2 separate regions of the Gossypium hirsutum genome follow, and region 2 is linked to region 1. A link is a contact called in public Hi-C data. All regions are on one chromosome and are shown on one strand. The core of a region is the stretch at or near the end of the contact, and the rest is flanking DNA. Distances in the headings are between cores, read along the strand shown. Region 1 holds the start of LOC107886476. Region 2 holds the start of LOC107886661 (BTB/POZ domain-containing protein At1g67900).

What was found. Hi-C and Micro-C count contacts between places; a contact is called where the count stands out from the background.
Region 2: a Hi-C map of leaf shows a contact between it and region 1, with 6 times the contacts expected there. The contact joins the promoter of LOC107886661 here to the promoter of LOC107886476 in region 1. A contact is called at or near these places in 10 of 34 Hi-C or Micro-C datasets (anther, callus, hypocotyl and 2 more).

What each region holds. Positions count from the first base shown.
Region 1 is chrA03:96,568,818-96,574,751 of Gossypium_hirsutum_v2.1, reverse strand. LOC107886476 reads right to left here and starts at 3,286. Exons shown (of 15, transcript XM_016810447.2): 1 at 2,559-3,286; 2 at 1,514-1,672; 3 at 1,272-1,383; 4 at 1,025-1,162; 5 at 213-317. The coding sequence starts at 1,533.
Region 2 is chrA03:96,705,040-96,710,797 of Gossypium_hirsutum_v2.1, reverse strand. It overlaps LOC107886661 (BTB/POZ domain-containing protein At1g67900), which reads right to left and starts at 2,639. Exons shown (of 4, transcript XM_016810705.2): 1 at 1,744-2,639; 2 at 1,589-1,658; 3 at 235-1,500. The coding sequence starts at 1,802.

The DNA of each region.
Region 1 (5,934 bases), core at 2,037-4,536:
ATTCCACATTTATTCAGTTGTTTCAGTTAGAATTTAGCAGACACCCGGTAGGTTTTGTAATAAGAGATGTTTCCAAAAGTTTTAGAAGTGATATATCATTTCTAAAACTTATTCGGTCTAAACCAAAGCAATTTATCTTTACAGACCAGAGATAAACTTATTCATGTGTGCATTAGAAAGTTGAAAGGAATTCAGGGTTCAAGTAAACACACCTCATTCGGCTTGCCCCACAATCTGCGTAAGTATAAGTCTGATTCAGCTTTAACAATTCCAGGTGGTAGTCTTTCTGCACCTCGAGGATTTGATGGGACCCAAATCTGCATCAGTCATAAAGGAAGCATAAGAACTTGGCATATTAGAGTAGCACTATATAATTCGGGTCCTACAAAATCATCAAACATAAAAATCACATCATTTAGGAACATGGTGATAGTAAGAGATGAATCCAATGATGCATCTGGTTATGCGAGAAATTGCATATAAATATAGATGAAAAATGCAAATGTTCATTCAAGTATTGAAACATGCTGGGCTAAGAACAAGCAATAGGTGCCAATTTTTTTTTCAAAATAGTGTTCATTCAGTTTTCGAATGGATGTATTCTAGAGGTAAACCAAGGCATATATGTATTACCATGAGAACTATCAGGTTTATTTTTGCATGAAATGGAACAGAAAATGCTCCTACATTCAGGAGCTTGAATGGCATGTGAACCACACTATCCTTGTTTCCCCGAGGAAAAACTCCCACTCCCTCTTTAAAACTTCAAAGAATACAAAATGTCATGAAAAAAACTATCCAATGAATTCTACTGTCCCCTCAAATACCAAAACTTTGGTAAACAGGTAATACCAGAAAAGACCAGTCAGGTATTGAAACTTTACAGGACGATAATCTCCCGAAGATACCTGAAAACTGCTGTGAAAAACTATCCAGAACCTTATTCCACAAATTTTATTTACTAACGTTAAACATTAAGAGATTTGGTTCAATGAACCTGTATCTCCAGATCCAGTAAAAATACCTTCTTTGATGTGGCATTAGCAGAGCTTCTATTATTATCAATCGGATGCTGCAAAGGAGTTGAGCCTGAGGGGACTGAGTTGGTATATTCAGTGTATTTGATATCAATGGTCGTAAGAATGCCAGATGATATATTGAACTGCCAAATTCAGACAGCACAAAAGTTCCATTACGCAGATGAGAAAGATCATTATTGCTAGATGCATAATAATGAAAATAAAATTAAAAGGGGGAAATGGTTTGCCTACCTTTGTTAATGACAATTTTGGGAAAGATAATCCAATTAAGAAGCCAAAAACTACTCCAACAAATGTTGTCACAATAAGCCTCATGCTCTCATTTGGCTTTCTACTAACCGTACTGCAGTCACCAAGATGGAATAAAAGTTAAATAACTTCCACATCTAAGTAACCTTTTCTATAGATATACACAATAAGACACAATATAAACTTTATTCTTTTTAATTAAAAGGGCGCCATAAGTCATGCACCTGCGTGTAAAGATCCCCATTCTATTTAAAAATTCGTCTGAATTGTATATTCACAACAAACTATGGGCAATTCAGATTGCAAGAGGCTTTGAGCATTAATTAGCAGGCATTCAGTTGCCCATTCTCCATGAAACAAAGAGAGACCCTCAGCAAAAGGACCTGAATAACAAATTTTATTATTAAAACTAAAATGATGAAGCAAAACAATAGTTACAGTTAAAAGAAACCAAGATGCACACCAACAAGAACTGAGATTCAAACAGCAACTTCATGGGAATGGCACCTAATTCCAAGCTGATATCCTAGTTGAATCAATTTTACCAGTTTATGCAGACAGGAAAAGACAAGCTAATTACTCCGGCCTTTAACACTTAACCCAAGGATCTTATTATATTGTAAAAAGATGTAAGAATCCCCATAAGAAGCGTCTAAGAACCTCTTCCACATAACGCAACAAAGTAAGCAACCATGTGCTATCCCCTGGACAAAAGATCACGGTCGCCGGACAATCACAAAACCAGAGAAATTCCTATCATAAATTCTATTAACTCCATAATCAAGTAGACATGTGTCTTTCCCTTCTTTTCTTTTTTAACTAATATCCGACAATTGTAGAATTAAAAAACTGCAATACCGAGATTTTATTTTATTTTAGTTAATAGCATAACCTTGCGTTGCTTAGGTTGAAATATAATACTGAACAAAATGACCAAAAACATAAACCTGACCTCAAAGTTTGCTTAAAATCAGGTTTTATTCCTTTAAAAATCTCAGATTCAACTCCTTTCCTATTACTTTTTTTTGGTCCAATAAATTTCAAACAATAAATAAAATTTATTAACCAGATAAAAAAGAAAAGAAAGTAAGTAAGTACGAGCAAAAAATGGATACACTAAAATAACGAATCAAAGATTCAAAATCTAATTAGAAAGGTTTAAAATAATTGAATGATTATATAGGCTGCAGGTGAGACGATGAATTTCCTCGAGAAACAAACGGAAAACTAAGCTAAATGAAAGAAAAGAAACTACAAATATTTACTTACCTGAATGGAAAGATAATTGAGAACAACTGAAAAGGATCTGATGGAAACTGAAACTGTATTTAAAATGGCTCTAAATCACGAGAAAAATCACCTTCTCCTCTTTAACTGAAAATATGCAAGAAATAAGTTTATGCTTCTCTCTCGAGAATTGAGAGAACGAACTTCTTGATTGCCTTACTAACAGAAAAAAAAATATAGAAAACTTGAAGGAAAAAAGACCTGAAACTGAACGATGAATTTCAGTTTCCCCAAAAAAAAAAAGAAAAGAATTCTATCCTTTTTTTCTGTACTACTTTTTGGTAGAAGAAAAGAAATCGTAAAATTTTAAAAAATCTGGGGAAAGAAACAGAGAAAATGAAGGAAAAAGAGAGAAGATATTAGAAAAATGTTTCTACTGTTTCTAAGTTTTGATGAGCAGAGATTGAAATTAGAATTTGGGTTCTTATTTTTTTCGCTATATAAATATTTAAAAGAAAAATGTAGTTAATATGCAAATAGTACCCTGGAACAAAGTTAAACATATATATTAGATGAATGGATGAATGGGTGAATGGACAGGTGCAATGGGGGAGGTTTTGACATTCAAATTGCCAGCCCCCAACTGAAACTTCCTAGATTTCCTGCCAACTAATTTTCTTAACCGTCTTAAATTTACTCTTCTCATTTTTGTTTTGGGTGTAGGTGTAATCGGATAAAAGCGTGTGAAGGAACAAATGAAAAAAAGTTACGCATGTGCCTTTCCTTTGCCTTTATATAAAATAAATAAATCAAAAAATATAATTCATGTTCAATTTTTTAATCAATAAAAGCACTTTATTAAAGTTTTTTAAATGGTAAATATTACTTTAAGTATTGCCTTTACGCACCCATCAACCGGACTCTTAAATCAAATTTGAAATTTCATTCCGTTTTTTATTAGACTTAAATCTAGAGCTATAAATGAATAGCGCCTTTTTTTTTTTAATTTTCATAGGTCTCGATTATGAAAATAGTAAATAATAAATAAATTCCAAAGAAAAACAAAATAAAAGCAATTTATTGAAGTTTTTAAATGGTAAATAATAAATAACAAATAAATTCTAAAAATATATATGCGTATAATAAAATTTAAACTCAAAACACCAAATAAACACTCTCTTTTACTACTGATTGAATCACTGATGTCATAGAAAATAATTTATTTTTGTTGAGTAACTTTCCATTGTGTCTCATTAAAAGGGATAATCGAATATTTATATACATGATTATTGTTTGTGGAATTGATGTTCTTAGTAGACTTTATGCATGTACAACACATGTACTATTTTAGGCTACTTGCTAGACTTCGTGTCCCCCATATACGAACTCGGATATATGCGATTTGAGACAGCGAGTTCCCTTGTGAGCTCCCCCTGTGAACTTTCAGGTCGCGGGTTGGCGACCTAGACCTTATCTAATTCTTAGGTTGGTGATTATAAGTACATAACAATCTAATCATCCCTATTGGGTTTAAAGAAGGCTATAAAGTGGCACTCCTTAGAGCCATCACTTCCCATTTATATAGCCTTGCTGAGTACGCAGCAACTACTGGGACATGACGTTAACTTTTCCACGTGTACGAATAGATCGCGTCTGTTTGTATCTGACCATTGGTGTTTCTCGGTCATTTGAACTGTCAAAACACAGGGAAGAGAAACTTATTTAAAAGAGGTTTTTGGAAACCCTAAACTCACAATCTTAACATTTCCTACAAATAGGCTTGATTGAGATTTTCTTCAAGGTAACATCTTCTTTCCTTTTCTTTTCTTTCTACATAAAAAAAACATGTCGAAAATGAGGAGTGCTGATGGTCGAATAATTCTCTGTTGTCCACCGCGAGAGTGTGCTTCAAAGGTCATTATAGAAGCCAATTTCTTCATCTGTGCTACAAAAATATGAAGAAATAGGTCGAGTTTTGAGTGCACGGGAGATTCAAATCCCCAATTTTACTTGCAAATTTTCCATCCCTAAGAGGCTTCACAGGCTCAGTGATACTAGTGATGATAGCTTTCTGCTCCTCCTCCATGCTCTAGAAGTAAAGTTCCACTTGCCCTTGTATCCGTTCTTCTGTCATCTTCTTCAAGATTACCAGATTGCTCTTCGTTAACTCTGTGGGTTCTCTTGGTGGACCACAATGGCTTATTTTATTGATTACTGCCAACATAACAAAGCACCATGGCTCGTGGTGTTCCGAAGCTTATATCTATTAAAGGCCCAAAACCGAGGGAACTCATTGGGCTTTTACAATTTTTCCCCTTATGATAAAGGTGAGACCATAATTACGAACAAATGTGCTAATCTTTAGCTGAACTGGAGAAAATATATTAGGGTGAGATGTAGGCTCACAGACGGGTTTAGTTTTCCTACAGAGTGGTTCGCATCTAATAAGGACACGTGTTCATTCAGGCGAACTGTAAAGACAAATGGTAGTTCAGCCCAGTTGTAAAGGCTTCGTGCTAGCAATTTCCTATTATTGAAGATCTTATAACCGTGAGAAACGTATTTCAATTCTGTTTAGAGGACTTTAGCCTCGATAGATATAGGCGAGGTGACAACAGAGAAGTTTCTGAAGCTTTAGGTGCAGACCTTGAAAGACAGACATGGCCCTATGTAGCAAATGACACCAATGATGACTTGGGTCTAATTCTAACAAGATTTAAAAAGGAAACCAAGAACTTCTTTTACAGTTACTATAGGATAAGGCCTCGCCCCTAGATTCTGGTGATCTCCTCGCAAGTAGAAAGCGATACTAATATTAATTTGATAATTGATCCTTTTGATACTGGGATTGTTGGTGGTATAGGTACAACTCGTAGTTCAGAAGACGCCTCTGAGGAAACTACCAATATATCATGAGAAATTAACAAAGTTATGGACCTATGAGCTGTTCTAAGGGACATGCGCAAGAAGCACAGGATCTTCTTTAGGTTCACCTCTATTTTCTTTTCTGAAATCATGAAACCTAAGAATCTGTCAGCTCACATGTCGAACGCACACTTTTTAGGATTTAATTTCATCTTATGGGCCCTCAAAACTACGAACGCTTTTGACAAGCTCCACACATGCTCCTTCATAAATCCACTTTTCACCAACATGTCATCTATACATACCTTAAGTTTGTGCCTTATTTGGTTTCTAAAAATCCTGTACACTAATCTTTGATAAGTTGCTCCCATGTTCTTGAGACTAAAAGGTACAACTCGATAGTAGAAAAACTCTTCTTTAGTGATGAAATTTGCTTTTCTTGGTCACCCTGATCCAACAAAATCTAGTTATAACCTAAGAAAGTGTCCAAGAAGTTCATGAACCTATGACCTACAAAGGCATCAACCAAATGGCCAATCGAAGGTAAAGGGAA
Region 2 (5,758 bases), core at 1,390-3,889, 140 kb before region 1:
ATCATTTATGCTACATTCGTTAGGTCAGCTGTATCCTAACTGCACCTAAATCAAGAACATGAAAAAGGCTACTAAGTCAATAGAGTTGGTTTAGTTTAGTTATCCTCTGAAAGTGGTGATCCACAACCTAAATGGTAATGCAGCAATATTGTTAGAATTCAACACAAGTCTGAAATATGGCAAACTAATGACAGCATGAAATCAGTTTTCTTTCTTTCCTTTTTTTTTTGTTACCTTGAGATAAATGTCAATGGCTCGGTAAAGCTCGTCATGGTCGAGCCGGGAGAAATCGGGGATTGTCTCAACTACTGCAATGAATTTTGATAGAGGTAAATTTATGTCCTTGGCAATCTGTTGCAGATACCCATCTACAATTTTGGCTACTTTCAGTTTGGAACTGTGTGATGCTGAAGAAGATCTCCTACTTTCCTGAAGCTTAAAATCGATGTTCTCGGCTGAACGAGATCGTCTTCTCCTTTCAGTCCCCAGCTTCGATCTTGGAGGGCTAGTTGGTGGACTCTGTCCTTGTAACATGAATTGCTCCAAAATTGTAAGGACTATGTCTACATCATAGAGGGTATTGCTTGAGCTTGATAAGGGTATTAACATATCACTGACTCTTGCTTCCTCTACCTGAAGTGCCACCCTTCGAGCCAATTCCATCTTTGAAGAAGATGAAACATTAAGAATGTTGGCTGCTTTCAAGAGTTTAAGTAGAAAACTGCACGAAACAGCGCCTTTCTCCGATGGAAGCAAACTCACTATTGACTCCAACAGCAGCCTAGATTTCGAAGTAACCTCACTAGCTGAGTCCGAATCCGAGGTGGACCCAGCTGGTTCTCTGGTAGCTTTTATTTTTCTTGAAATATTAGGTAGCCATCTAGATGCATAGATTTGCAATGCTTCACCAATGAGATTAGAGGGTATTTTGCCATCAGATTTAATTGCAATCATGGTTCTCCAGTAAAGGTCAATACCCAACTCAGCAATGTCCTCAGCCCACCAACCTTTGGCTGCTGGTCGTTGCCGCTGGCCCTCTACGCCATTACATGATACATCATCCCGGACCCTTCTCGAATGACTATGTGACAAGCTCACCTTGGAAGGGTGTGTGGACGCTTTCAAAGCAATGGCTTCGATACATCTGCTCGTAATCCGAAGGTCTTCAGACCATAAAGGAAAGGCTTTGGTGGTGTGAAGAGTCACAATAGAGTCCCTCCAACCATGTAAGATGCAGGAATTGAAGAAAACTTCGAGCTTGTAAACTAAATTCCCCTTCTCCACATCTTCGGTCATCTGCAAGTATTCAGCCGCACATCGTGCAGCTACGATGTTATAGGCGCTGAGAGTGATTGTGATACCATAACAGAACTTAGCACAAAGCTCAAACGCCTCAGTTCCACCAGGGAAGTCGGGTATTTGTACTATCTGGTGCTGTAATGTTTCAGGGGATTCGGAACATATCCTCTGCAACCGCAAACATTTGGACAAGAGAGGAAACTGCATGTAGAATGAATTTGCAGATAAGCATATAAAAGAAAAACAACATAATTCAATTGAAACATATATCAGTCTTAAATAACTTTACCTTGTGAAGTAGATATCTACTTCCTTTCACTTGGACTATAAGGTCACTAGTGACTTCAGAAGAGACAGACCTGCATCAACAAAACAAATTCATGGCAGCTTCCCTCAAATAAGGGAAAAGAAAACCATTTGGCTTCAATCGCTGAAAAGCCATACCTTACAGCCTCGTTAGTGTAGAAAGTGTCAGGCCGAGATCCTAGTTTCATAAACTTCATGACTGATTTTGCTTTTGTTTTATGGGTTGGGTTTTTTCTTCACCTAAAAGCAAACCATAACCAGAAAAGGAAAGAAAGAAGAGCTCAAACTCCAGAAAGTTTCAAAATCTTCTAAATAGGGAGTAAAAACAAACGATTTTACTGGAGAGGAGAGGTTATCCAAGAAGAAAGGATAAAAGGAATCAAAGCCCAGAAGATGAAATCATGGAAAAGACAGATACCCATCTGATTAGGATATATAAACAAGGAATCAAAACCATTGCATTCCCATCAATATTTAAGTATTCTAAAGCTCTCACCAACTCAATCAACCATAAACCAACTCTCTCTCTCTCACTGCCTTACTCTAAAGTAGAAACACTGTCTCACACACTCGAATAAATAAGTGTTCTTTTTCTGAGACAGCTACCTGAAATTTAACGCTTTTGATACTATTCACAAACATCTCCCAATCATTCATCGGAAAATTCAACTTGAGTACATAGGGAAAAGAAAACTCTGTAATTTTTTTAAAAAATGTCTGAATATAGTAAGGCTTTTGTAATATCGAAAAAAAAATATGGTTTCTCCAACTTTCAAGTGTAGAAGGCTATGAAGGTCAATCTGCGGTGTCTTGTGAGAGAGTTACTAACACATAAGACGAAGCCATGGTAGCGTGCAAAATGAGACAGGAAGCAGCCACGTGCTTAACCTGCGCCCACTAGTGCCCCTTCCCTCTCATCATTGATGTTTTCACCTGTACGCACACCCCTGGATTATTTTAGTCAAACTCTAGTTTATCTATACGCCACACCGTACGCCTCTTCATTCTCGTTTACTATTTTATTTTTTAATAAAATCAAATATGATTTTAGAAAAAAAAAGTGTCTGTCATTTAAATAATTATCTTCTAGCTTTACAAAAAAAAAAAAAAAGAACAGAGTATCATGTATAGTTGCCTTTATGCTTTAAAGCCTTTTACAATCCTTATCGACGGCTTTGCACTTTGCATATTATATCTGGATGGATTAAATATAGCTTCTTCAAGGGATTCATTTATCAAATATTGAATCATATTTATTTTAGTAACAGGACATGAATGTGGGTTCAGCAAGAATGATGAGCATTTCATGGTTTCATAGGAAAATATGTGTTCTTCACTTCAACCAACACACATCATTCATGTTCTAAAGCTTTACCTACACTTTTCACTGCTCCATACACTGCCATTTATCTCATCAAATACCAAAATTAGATACTATGTCTAAAAATAAAATATAAAATATTAGGATCCATCTGGTCTGATAGTATTCGAATTTTCACAATTAAGGTACTTCGTTTGGAGTCTTGATAAAATAAATTAAGGGAGATTAAAATAATACGAAATCAAATAAATAAAAATCGAACAACAGTAAAACAGTAAATAAAAACTGGTTTTGAAATTAAATAAGGCAAAGCCAATTTATGAATGTTTTAGCCTCGGGTAAGACGTCGGTCTTAGTCCCGAAATTTATTACGGACTATGAATGTCTTCTCATTCATTGGTAAGCAGTTTATAGTGATCAAAAACCTTAGCCATCAATTCTTCCTTAATTGTAAATTAACTACAAGAATCGCTCAATTGTTAACCATTACTGAACTAATAAGCCTGAAAGATGCTTCTACAATTTAATCCGTCGATAACCTTGCAACTAGAAGAACTCGACTCCAATTAATGATATCAACCGTATGAATCATTTAAATTAGATCACTTTATGCCATGACATCACCCAAATGCACTCCGCATTGAACCATGCCAACTTTTTCCTTGTATTTTATTCATAAATAAATTATTAAAGATAAAATTAAATATTTATCTAAATAAAATATAAGGGATAAAACCTAATCTTAATTTAACTCCTAATAAATATATTTAAAAATAATATTTAAATAAAAATAAAATAATCTTAAAGTTTAAAAAACTTTGTATATCAAATTATTACTCTCATATCCAAATCTTTAATGTGATTTCATGTTTTCACTTGTTCTTTACATTTTAGACTCGCACTACACTTAAATAAAAATTATGCAATAAGTATCAAAATTAATAGCAACGTATCCAAAAGTTTATTAAAATATATTAATTCACTATGAAAATGAATGCATGTAATTATTTTTTTAAATCTACACAATTGCATCAAAATCAAAGTTTCACACAATTCAAATTTTGTGTATCGAATTACACATTAAACTAGAAATCATATATAAATTTAATATTTAATCCTAAAATAAAAAAAAAACTTAAAAAGAAATGATATATGATGGGTAAAGAGAAGGATAATTTGTGAAGAAATGAGTGGCATTGGATAATGGTGAAGTGTATGTGGGTATAAATTGATGTCAAAATTCAAATCCTATGTTGAAAAGAAAAGGTGATCCAAAAATGGGTGTACTGATGGTCCTTGTCTGTGCTACCCAACGGGGTGGCCAACCGACAACTCGTCCTTTTGTAGGACCCCACCACTCTTTCAATGGAAACCCTTTTGGATCCTCAAGGGTTGAATTTTGGTGCTTTCAACCTTGGCCCTTTCACCTCTTTTAACAACCCCAAATTTTGTTACCTCACTAATTGAGTTGCGGTAAAACTACCATAACAGTCCTTATATTATATTTTGGATTACATGTTAATCTCTTTATTAAAAAAATAGATAAATTATCTATCTACATTAGATGAATGAACCAAATAGTTTCTTGCTAAAATTTCTGCCAGATTTAAAAATTATGAAAAAAAAAATCAAAAATAAAAAATTTCTGAAATTTGCATATACTATTAATTTTGCCTATTTTATTCTCTTTATCTTTTATACGAACCATTTAAGTATAGTTAAAAAAGTATTATAATAGTTTTTTTCTTTTCCCGCTTGAAGCAGGCAAAAATTATTAAATTTCTTTTATTTTATTTACTAATTTTAATTCTCCAAATAACATATACATAATATATATATTAAAACTTATTTTTTCTTTACTTTTAATACTTTTTAATTTAATTATTATAGAAATGTGCAATCTTGATCGTTGACAGGTTGATGTGGGATCCTCCCTAATGCACCATTGTTCCGTTTGTTCTTTCAGGGATTTTACTTAGGGAAATCAAGGAACTTCAAGATTCTATCAAACTTCAAAGCAATAATAAACGAATTTGTCTTTCACAGAAGAATATACACTTTTTTCTCTGTACATTTTCGTGCTGGAAATTCCAAAGTTCATTCCAACAAAAACAATATCTGCAGCAAATAACTATTGAGTTTGATATTTACATAACATACAAGTTAAGCACAGAGAGATAAAAGATGGGCCCATAACAGTGAAATGCTCGGTGATCAGGGTTGCACCCGACACCCAAAATTAAGTTTAAGTCTAGTCATCAGAAAAATGCTGGCAACTTGGAAGGACTGGTGATGATATTTAAAGCTATTTGTCTGGTTTATTTGGTAATACTCTAGGTGTTGAGCAAAGGTTACAAGCTTGTGTCATCGCTGTCTGTCTGTCATGTTATGTAAACTCCCTTTTTAGGGTTTGGAATTTCGTGTGCATATTAACAAAAGTAACTCACACGCACACCCTAACGACCATCTCTGCCAGATTGGTATGTTGATGTTGTAATAGAGACTCATGAATTTTAACCTTCAGCTCAGTCTTCTCACGGTGTCACCACCTCATCTGCCCCTGCTTTCCAACAAAAAGTCACTTTCAGCTTTTTCCCATGTGGGGTTTCTGTGTTTCTACTGAGTTGGCCCGACCCGAGTTAACCAAATTTTACACAGAGGGGAAGAAGAAGGTCCTAACTCTCACACAAGTTGAAGTTCCACCTCCTGCCATTAGTTAGTTGGTCCAACCCCATTAATTTGACTTACTAATGTCTGATTTTTCTACTGGTGAACCTACAAATTTATGGAGAAGTTATGAATAGATAATCTAGTTAAAAGTGAATAGCGATA